2 separate regions of the Sus scrofa genome follow, and region 1 is linked to region 2. The links are chromatin contacts, called in public HiChIP or PLAC-seq maps. All regions are on one chromosome and are shown on one strand. The core of a region is the stretch at or near the end of the contact, and the rest is flanking DNA. Distances in the headings are between cores, read along the strand shown.

Region 1 (5,338 bases), core at 1,238-3,737, 130 kb before region 2:
TGCCAGTCGATTCTTTGGGGAAGCTTTGGAGTTCAATAGCCACCCTGGCAACAGCATTGGAGAACCTAAGGGACTTGGCCCAGAGCTCGGCACCTGCTCATCAGTGCCCCCTAGGCAGCGTCTGAAGCCAGCTCATTCCAAGCTGTCCTCTTGTGTTGCAGCGTTGGTGGCCCTGCAAGCCAAACGAGTTGCTAGTGTCACCAAGGAAGATCAGTCTAGCCACACAAAGGATCCCTCAGGGCCCACAAAAGAGGGCTCCAAAGGCAGCCCCCAAATGCCCAAGTCACCAAAGAGTCCCCGGAGCCCTCTGGAGGCCACTAGAAAAAGCATCAAGCCATCGGATAGCCCTCGGAGCATCTGCAGTGACAGCAGCAGCAAAGGCTCCCCTTCTGTGGCTGCCAGCTCTCCACCAGCGATTCCCAAAGTCAGAATCAAAACCATTAAGACATCATCAGGGGAAATCAAACGGACTGTCACAAGGATCCTGCCAGACCCTGATGATCCCAGTAAGTCCCCTGTTGGGTCACCCCTAGGAAGCACTGTTGCTGAAGCCCCGAGTGAGGTGGCAGAGGATGAGGCCACTGCCATGCCTGGAGAAGAGCACTTTGCTGAGGTGGGCACAAGTTCAGGGAGCCCCCAGGGTGACACAAAGGGGGATGAGAGTGTGATGAAACCCAGTGAATCTTCATCTTCCTGCTGCAGCTCTGGGTCCCGAGGCTCAAAGGGGGCTGCTGCAGGGGCACAGATGGGCAAGAAGCAGCAGCAGAGCACAGCACTGCAGACATCTGCCCAGGCCCCTGCCAACCTCCTGCCCAAAGCCGTGCACCTGGCCAACCTGAATCTGGTCCCCCACAGTGTCGCCGCATCAGTGACAGCCAAGTCCTCAGTGCAGAGGCGGAGCCAGCCGCAGCTCACCCAGATGTCGGTGCCCCTAGTCCACCAGGTGAAAAAGGCTGCCCCACTGGTTGTAGAGGTCTTCAACAAGGTCCTCCATAGCTCCAACCCTGTGCCCCTCTATGCACCAAATCTCAGCCCTCCCGCGGACAGCAGGATCCACGTGCCGGCCAGTGGGTACTGCTGCCTGGAGTGTGGGGACGCTTTTGCCTTAGAGAAGAGCCTGAGCCAGCACTACGGCCGGCGGAGCGTCCACATCGAGGTGCTGTGCACACTGTGCTCCCAGACGCTGCTCTTCTTCAACAAGTGCAGCCTGCTCCGGCACGCCCGTGACCACAAGAGCAAGGGGCTCGTCATGCAGTGCTCTCAGCTGCTCGTGAAGCCCATCTCTGCGGACCAAATGTTCGTGTCAGCCCCTTCGAACTCTACGGCACCAGCAACCCCAGCTCCTCCTTCCTCCCCCAAACACGGCCTCACTTCGAGCAATGCCAGCCTTCCCCTTCCAGCTTTGCCGCTCTACCCAGATCCTGTGAGGCTCATCCGGCACAGTATCAAGTGTCTCGAATGTCACAAGCAGATGCGCGACTACATGGCTATGGCTGCACATTTCCAGAGGATGACGGAGGAAACCGAGGGGCTGGTAAGCAGACCGTCTCTCTGTGATAAGCCCCTGGTTCACACAGGTCCCGTGTTTGGGCATGGAGAGAACAGCTCATTGATGGGGCAGTGATGGCATCTTAAGAGCCTTAGAAGAGGAATCTGGCTTGATGGATATGTAATGCTTGGTGTTTATTGGGAAAAGCATCTTGCCCACAACTGAGGGGAGACCCTGAAGATTTAAGAGGTGTGTTTATGGGCACTCAACTCCCACTCCAGTGGGCTGCCAGGGCCCAGTGTTGAACCTGTGCTAGGTCCCTGCTGAATGGCCCCTGGTCCCTGACAGCCGTCAGCATAGTCCTTGCGCATGCCCAGAGAACTTGGGGGCAGAGGTAGGTGCTTGCATCTCAGTCGGAACTTCTGAGGACATTGTCTTTACCAAGCTGTGGTGCCCCACATAGACACAGATGGTTTTGCAGTATCCCTGTGGTATTAGGGCCAGTGGCAGGGTTGCTGTGGAAGGAAAGAGAGTAGACTGACACTTGGACCCTGAGGCAAAGGCTTGGGGTTTCTTCCTTTCATCTCTGTTCTCACCACTAAGAAAGCGACTGCTATTATCTCTTGTTCTGATCCCTGGTTATACTTGATGAGATCTGTGTATGTATGTGTTTGAAGGCATTCCATGCTGAAAACAGTCTTTGGCCCCCTGTGTGTCAGTGGTTGCATTAGCATAGTCTTGTGAAGGAGCAGGCCTCCAGATGGCGCTTTTCTTCCTTCTCCAGGTGGCTCTCTTCACGACTTAGCCAAGCCACCCCCTTACCAGGCCTTCCTGAGCTAGAACCACAGAGGCCTAGAAACAAAGTAAAGTAGCTCTTTTTACTTGAGTTCACAGTGGCCTGGGCACCTGTTGGTGTCTTGATGCCCTCTGCACATGTGTTCCGAGTGCCCACGGTGTGCACGGAGGCGGGGATGCCTGCAGGAGGAAGTCAGACTGTTCCTCCAGGAGCTCCTAGTGGCTCATCAGGGCTCCCCACCCTAACTGCTACAGTGTGAGGCAGGCTAAGACTGGGGTTAAAACAGACTTACAAACACATTTGCACAGAGCTCCTCAGGGGATTCATTCATTGTGGTTCTGGGCGTGGGGAAGGTGCCTTGTGGATGTGATGTGTAAGTTGAACCTGCAAGGATGAGTTTGAAAGACATAGAGGGGCAAGGGGTGTTCGAGGTATAGGGAATAAAGGTATGGGAAAGGGCACAGTGCTGTGAGGAGCAGGGGGTTGGTGGGAGTGAGGCTAGCCTAGGGAGTGTTGGGGAAGAGACAGGAGGTAGAATTTGGTAGGCAGCCCTGCGCAGGGGCCAGCAAGGTGCCATAAGTTGCTGTTGCCTCTCATCTTCACCTTCTCTGTTGCAGTTTGCATTTTCTTTTTGATAAGTCAAGTGCAGTGTGGCCCCCAGGCCCTTTACTTGGGGGGTGGGGGGTGGGTAGTCTTGCTGTGCCAGCCTGGTGGACTGGGCAGGAGCACTTCTTCTGAGGCATGTGATCAGAACCATTGCCAGTGGAGGCCTGATGCCTGAGCGGGCTGCTGTCTGTGTGTAGGATCCCAGACCAGCATCCTTCTCATCCTGCGTCGTCTCCATGTCATTCTCTAGTGGGAACTGGACCAGAGGGAAAGGGAGAGAGTATCCAGGAAGGCCATGGGGATTCTCTCAGTCCAGCTCTATTCCCTCACAAAACCTGCCATTAGGTGTGGCCTCAGAGTCTTAGGGAAATGGTAAGGCTTGAGTTCTGGGATTGCAATCTAGCCTTGTTGGCTGTTGGCTTTGGGTTTCTTAAGATGGTATCAGGCTTCAGGCCATATCAGAGGCAGGCAGTGAACCGGTGGGGTGGGGTTGGGCTCCACTCACTCTAGGGGAGGGACTGTTAGACAGCACGTCTGGGGCTTTGACATCTTCCTGAGAATCTGAACTGGATATGCCTCCCTCTGCAGTAGCTGGCGAGGTCCTTCCCCTTACATTCCAAGCCACCTTGTTGGGCAGATGTCTGTTTGGAAAGACTCTTTCTTGTTCTTAAGCTTTTGTTTACCTATAATGTCAACATCACATCTAACAAAATTAATAACTGTTCTTTAATATTACCTAATACAAGTCCATATTCAACTTTTCCCCTTCATGTCATAATTGTCTTTTTTTTTTTTTAATGATCGTACCCTCGGCATATGGAAGTTGCTGAGCCAGGGATTGAATCCAAGCCAAAGCTCCAAACTACACCACACCTGGAGCAATGCCGGATCCTTTAACCCACTGGGTTGGGCCAGGATCAAACCTGCAACTCTGCAGCTACCTGAGCCTCTGCAATCGGATTCTTAACCCACTACACCACAGCAGAAACTCCCATAATTGTCTTTTTACAGTTGCGTATGTTTTGAATCAGGATCCAAATGTGACCATGTGTTGTATTTGTTTGTTATATGTTTTAAATTTCTCAGTCTAGAACAGTATCTCTTCCCTACTCCACCCACCAGAAAACTGCCCCCCACCTTTTTTCATGTCACTTATTTGTTGAAGAAACTGGGTCATGTGTCCTGAGAATTTTCCAAGACAATTCTGGGTTTGATTAATTGCTTGAGAATTTTTCATGTACTTAATTTATTCTTCTGTATCCCATATTTTATCTGTAGGCTTGAAGTTAGCAATAAAACTTGATTATATTCAGGTTCAGTCTTGAGTGGGAATACCATGTTCTTCATAATTCATGACTTCAGGGAGGCACGGAGTGCCTGATTGTCTCAGTTTTAATAATGCTAAACTTGATCAGTGAGTTTAGGTTAGTGATGTTTTGATCCTTTCCTTATAAAGTTTCCTTTTTTTTTTTTGGCCTCACCTGAGGCAAGCCAGGGATCAAACTTGTGCCACAGCAGTGACCTGGAGCTACAGCAGTGACAGTACCAAAACTCCAACCACTAGACCACTAGGGAACTCCTAGAATTTCCTATCTTTTACCTAATAATTTTAATTCCCATTAATAATTCCTTCTTGAGGGAGTTCCCTTCGTGGCACAGTGGAAATGAATCTGACTAGGAACCATGAGGTTTTGGGTTCAATCCCTGGCCTCGCTCAGAGGGTTAAGGATCTTGTGTTGCTGTGAGCTGTGGGTTACAGACATGGCTTGGATCTGGTGTGGCTGTGGCTGTGGCATAGACTGGCGGCTATAGCCCCGATTAGACCCCTAGCCTGGGAACCTCCGTGTGCTGTGGGTGTGGCTGGACCTAAAAAGACCAAAAAAAAAAAAAAAAAAAAAAAAGACCCCCCCCAAAAATTGCTGCTTGAATTGGTAATTTTATTAGGAATTGCAGAAAGGGGGAGTTCCTGTCATGGCTCAGTGGAAACGAATCTGACTAGTAACCATGAGGTTGCAGGTTTGATCCTTGGCCTCTCTCAGTGGATTAGGGATCTGGCATTGACGTGAGCTGTGGTGTAGGTTGCAGATGTGTCTCGGATCTGATGTTGCTGTGGCTGTGGTGTAGGCCAGTGGCTACAGCTCTGATTCGACCCCTAGCCTAGGAACCTCCGTATGTTGCGAGTGTGGCACTAAAAAACAAGAGGAAAAAAAAAAGGAATTGCAGGAAGGTGCTTTAAACTTTGTATCTTTCTCATTTATTAGCTGGAATTCTGTATAAAATATCTTTCCCTCTTCATTGAGGGTTATTAGTTTATCCTGAAAGATAGTTTATGTTGAAAAATGGATTACATTTGTTTCCTTTAGTTGACAATTTTCCCAGTAGTGAGTTGATATCCCAACAATCTTAAATAGTATTTTGAGAGTCCCTCTATTATTTTTTAAATTGTG
Region 2 (5,120 bases), core at 1,380-3,879:
CAACAAGGTTCACTAATCACAAAACTTCCTTCACACCCTGCCCTCCCCCCACATGCGTGCATGAGCACGAACACACACACACACACACACACACACACACACACACACACACACACGTCAAGCTTGGGGCTTGTCCTCAAGCTGAGAGTGGCTTTGTTAATGCTGAATCGAACGGAAGACTCAGGAGTTTTCTTTCTGTTCTTTCCATGAATCATGTGGACCAAGTCCAAGGCCTTGGCCCATGTCTGCCTGGGGAAGTCTCTGAGCTAGCTTAGATTTTCACAATCCAAGCTGCTTCCTGCTGGGCCACGGTCCAGCTCATCGCTTCTCCAGGAAGCTGAGTCTGCCTGGGACTCCTTCAGCCTTCCATCTCCCCTGGCACAGCCAACGTGGCAGCCACCTCCTGGCTGCATCATCTTGATTAGTCATTCTGCCTTGGCTCCATCTCCCTTCTAGTAACTTTCCACCCCCACGATCACCTCCCTCCAGGCTCCCACATCCTTCCTGGTTCTGGCTGAGCCTGGAGCACACACTCACTCGTTCCTTCCCTATCATCACTCCAACCTCTAGAACATGCACCCACTCCCTAACTCTGCAGTGCTGCTTAAATATTCTCTCTGAGGAACCCCTAGGGAGAGAGAAAATGTTTTCACCTCCCAAGGGTTTCGGGGTGTCTGCCTGGTGCATACTCTGCAATCCCCAATGGTTATCAGTGCCAAATTTGGCCAAAAATAATAAAAAAGATCAGATAAGGACGAAAATGTGCCACTGGATCTAATAATTAAGGTGTAACTGTAGTGAGCAGGATTTTCAGAGGAAGAAATGGAAAGTAAATGGAAATGGGGTGGCTGCTGAAACGAGGGAGATGGGACGATGGAACTGGAGCGATCTTAGGAGAATGTGGCATCTGCAGAGGCCTCAGAAGGAGACTTACACAGAGACAGGCATGAGGGGCAGAGCGGTGAGGCCATTCTGGGGGAAAGGACAGCATGAGCAGGAAGTCAGGAGGCATGTCGGAGTTCCCATCATGCTCAGTGGAAACAAATCTGACTAGCATCCATGAGGATGCAGATTTGATCCCTGGCCTTGCTCAGTGGGTCGGGGATCCTGCACTGCTGTGGCTGTGGTGTAGGCCAGCAGCTACAGCTCTGATTCAACCCCTAGCCTGGGACCCTCCATATGCTTCAAGTGGAGCTCTAGAAAGACCAAAAAAAAAAAAAAAAAAAAAAAAAGAGGCATGTCCCCCTAATTTATCTGACCTTAGCGTAAGTTCCTTCTTCCCTCCTGTGCTCTTGGTGGCAGGCTGGATATTGCAGCCATCCCCTCTGAGGAATTTTCCAGCTCTGGGATTTTGTGGTTCATTGTGGCTGGGGGCTAGTGACAGGGCTCTGTGTACAGGGTCTAGGCCTTGAGGGCTGGGGGTTTGGGGACTGCCAAGCAGTCTCAGGAAGTCATCAGAAGCTCTGGCTTAGCTCCCTCCAGGGAGAGGAGGCAGCAGGGCCAGGTCCTTGGTGGGTTTAGTTTTGCCTTCGGAGCCTGTTTCCTGGGAAGATGGAGTTGGCTCAGAGGGTCTGGTCTAGACTCTAGAGCAGTGATTCTTAGAGGACAGTGTCCAAACCAGCAATATCTAGAAAGGCCAAACTCTCAGGCCCACCCCAGACCTACTGAATCTGAAACTCTCTGGGTTGGGGCTCAGAAATATGCATTTCTAATAAATCCTCAGGTGAAGCTGCTGGCCCAGGGTCCACACTTTGAGAACCACTGGCCTAGAGGCATTCTAATTTCCTTCTCCCTTGAGTGAGGGTGAGCACTAGTACTAGTAGACCAGCCTGCTCTAAATTTCCATGGAGCAGTGGTGGGCACGCCCTTGGGGCTGCTGTGCCCCGGGCTAAGATGCTCCCCTGCAGGGCTGCCTCTCCTAAAGACAAAGAAATGAGGCTCCAGGACTGGCTCCAGAACAAACCTCCTCAGGGTCATGGCAGGGCCTCAGCAATCTGATTCGTGGCCAGGAGGTACTCTGTCCGTCTGGGCAGGTAACCAGTATCTCACAGCCTCGGTGTGCCCTTTGGTGCAGTGAATTGACATTAGCCTCCGTTGCTTTGAGGATCCATGAATCACCACATATTGGGTACCTGGCTCATAGCAGGACCGCACAGTACACGAGGAGCAGGACTTCATGGCACTTTCTACCCCTCCCCAAAGGCAGGCTCTCCAGCTGCCTGCCCTGTCTTCTGCCATCTCACATACCAAGGTCCCAAGGGGATTTCCTGGGTTGAGGCAGGAGAGCGTATTGGCCTCAGGGACCTTACCTAGTATTAAATGTCCCACCTTAGAAATCACCCCTCTTCTCTTTCACTCATCCTCCTCTCTCCCTGGACAGTCAGAGCTTCCCTTCCATCAGACACCCCCATCTCACAGAGAGGAAATGTCCCTTGGTTGCTGCCAGGAGAAAGGCTCAATTCTGCGGTCAGATCCCCCGCTCAACTTCCTGGCCTCGGCCATCTCAGCAACCCTGCCAGGCTGCTGAGCCATCGCCTGCCTGATAAATTGGACAGGCAGTCTAGACAGTACGTGATCTTCTCTGCGTGTTACTGCAAGGGAGAGCAGAAAGCCGTCACCACTCCTCGTGCTGGGGGTGTGTCCAGCACCAGGAAGCCCGGGCCGGAGGCAGGGAGGAGTCAGGGGCAGGAAAAGGGTTTCTCCACCCAGTGCCTGTGTTCCCTGTCAGGTGACATTTCCATGCAGTGAAGCTGGTGACAGAGATGCCAAGTGGAGCAGGTCCAGATAAAACCTGCAGCCCTCATCTGGAAAGGGAAGGGGGAAGGCAGGGCTTGTTTCTCTCCCCAGGGGTGCTGCCTGGGCCACCGTCTCTGCTCATCACAGACCACTCCATAGTCCAATTCCTTTTGAACTGGAGCTTGAACTTGATTGCTCAAGACTCTCCCTTCTGAGAAAACAATAGCAGGTCTTCCTCCCCCTGGCCCCCTCCAGCCCCTCTTCCTTCCTGCACAGCTAGGCCTCTTGAAAGATCTGCCTAGCCTGCCATCTCTCCCTCTTCTGCTTGGTTCACTGACCCCTGGCCACTGCTCTCATCCTGGTCACCAGGGACCCCAAATCGCTAGGTGCCCAAGGGCCATCTCAGTCCTTACCTTTCCAGAGTTCGCTGACATCCTGGCACAGCTGACTGACCATCCCTTCTAGAAAAGCTGCCCTCAATTTCTGTCTCACACCTCTCCTGGGTGTCCCCCAACCTCTCTCTTTCTTCTCCATCTCCTCCATGCGCCCCCACTTCCTCTCGCCCCCTGCAGGGTTCCTGACCCGAGGGCCCTGTCCTCAGTCACTATTCTTCTCACTCAGGGCAATTTGCTCAGTGAATCACATCCCGCCCACAGCCTCAACCTACATGTCAGTGCTGACGAGGCCCGAACTGAGGCCTGGCCCCGACCTCTCCTCTGAGCCACTCCACATCCCACATGGGTGTTCCACAGCACTGCAAACCCAGCAAGTCCCAAACCGAGCTGCTGAGCTTCCTCCAAACTCTCTTCTGGCCATGCTGTCTTCCCTTGAGAAGCATCCACCTTGTATAGAAAATGATAGGAGAAGATGAGAAATTGGAAATGGAGAAAGAAGGAAGCAAAAGTCCCACAGTCCTAGCACACGGAAGCAACGAACTGACTATGTGGGTGTAGGCTTCCCAGCCTTTTTTTTTCTATGCTTTTAACATTATAGTTTCCCCATTTAACATTTTAGCTTTAAGAATGCTCTGATGTTCTTACCAGCTCTGCATCACTTGTTGTTTTAAAGCTGCTTGGAGAGTTCCTGCCGTGGCTCAGCGGTTAACGAACCTGACTAGTATTCATGAGGAAGCGAGTTCGATCCCTGTCCTCGCTCAGTGGGTTAAGGATCTGGCATTGCCATGAGCTGTGGTGTAGGATGCAGACATAGCTTGGATCCTGTGTGGCTGCGGCTGTGGTGTAGGCTGGCAGCTACAGCTCGGATTCAACCCTGAGCCTGGGAACCTCCATATGCCGCGGGTACGGCCCTAAAAAAAAATAAATTAAAAAAATAAAGCTGCTTGGAACAGGTAGCACATTCCAGCAGTACGAAAGGGGTTATGGTGAAAAGCAAGACTCTCTCCCACCCCTGACCCCAAAGGCACCCAGTTCCCTCCCCATGGCAGCCATCTTTCCTGGTCCTTTGCATATCCTTTTAATGATACCCGCACTCACACACGTAGGGCATGCAATGCTGCCCCCGCCTTTCTTACTCATAAAGCAGCACATCATCCGCCCTGTTCTACACCTTCCCTTTTTTTCATGTAACAACCTACCTTGAAAATCATCCCCAAACTGCTCATAGGGAGCTTCCTCCTTCCTGTTTCCTGACTTTGCATGCACCGCTGTATGGCCACACTGCAGGTTCTCAAACTAGTCCTCTGCTGAGGGACGCTGAAATTGTTGCCAGTCCCTGCGATTTTAAGTCAGACCACAGTGGGGAATCACTGGGGGAGAGTCAGGACGCTGGAAAGAAGGGACTGGATGTGAGGAAGTTTTTTTGTTTGTTTGTTTTGTCTTTTTGTCTTTATAGGTCCCAGACTTGTCTTGGATTTGATGTTGCTGTGGCTATGGTGTAGGCCAGCAGCTACAGCTCCAATTTGACCCCTAGCCCGGGAACCTCCATATGCCATGGGTGCAGCCCCTGAAAAGACAAAACAAAAACAAAAAACAACAGTGGTAGACTCAGGTCCTGCTTCTCTACCATAGCCCACAGGATGGCTGGGTGGCTAGTTAATGCTTAGAAGGGAACAGAGAGGCCAGGTGCCTCCACAGGGGTCCCACATGTGATTTCATGCACTGAATTCAGTGCTTACTCCCTCACCCTGTCAGACCTCTTTGCCGCAAGCCCTTGATAAAGCAGGCTGCCTGGGGTCTCCAAGGCCCTGGGTGGTACCCTGACACCTATTACCTCTAACCCGAGGTCTGTGCTCTTCCCTGGCAGGTTTTGCCCATCATTGTTTTCTTCAGCTGCGCCATGTCAGTTCTCTACTATGTGGGTCTCATGCAGTGGGTGATCCTGAAGGTGAGTTTCCACATCCTAGCCTGGACCTTCCCAGAGGCATG

The links. HiChIP or PLAC-seq counts read pairs in DNA pulled down with a chosen protein or histone mark.
Region 1: an H3K27ac HiChIP or PLAC-seq map of alveolar macrophages shows a contact between it and region 2. The contact joins two enhancer-like sites. A contact is called at or near these places in 9 of 47 Hi-C or Micro-C datasets (embryonic fibroblasts, epiblast stem cells, fetal skeletal muscle and 4 more) and 2 of 2 datasets of contacts at active chromatin or transcription factors (alveolar macrophages and skeletal muscle).

What each region holds. Positions count from the first base shown.
Region 1 is chr7:52,756,175-52,761,512 of Sscrofa11.1, reverse strand. ZNF592 (zinc finger protein 592) reads left to right here. Exons shown (of 11, transcript XM_021098901.1): 4 at 1-1,534. Among named protein-coding and RNA genes, the nearest start is that of ZNF592, 35 kb to the left of the region's middle. Within about 2 kb of position 2,487, at least 3 of the 83 cell types and tissues checked have an H3K27ac peak or open chromatin away from gene starts, as enhancers often do. A contact at or near this core is called in alveolar macrophages, where this site is marked.
Region 2 is chr7:52,624,785-52,629,904 of Sscrofa11.1, reverse strand. It overlaps SLC28A1 (solute carrier family 28 member 1), which reads left to right. Exons shown (of 18, transcript NM_214112.1): 9 at 4,999-5,079. Among named protein-coding and RNA genes, the nearest start is that of SLC28A1, 25 kb to the left of the region's middle. Within about 2 kb of position 2,629, at least 56 of the 83 cell types and tissues checked have an H3K27ac peak or open chromatin away from gene starts, as enhancers often do. A contact at or near this core is called in alveolar macrophages, where this site is marked.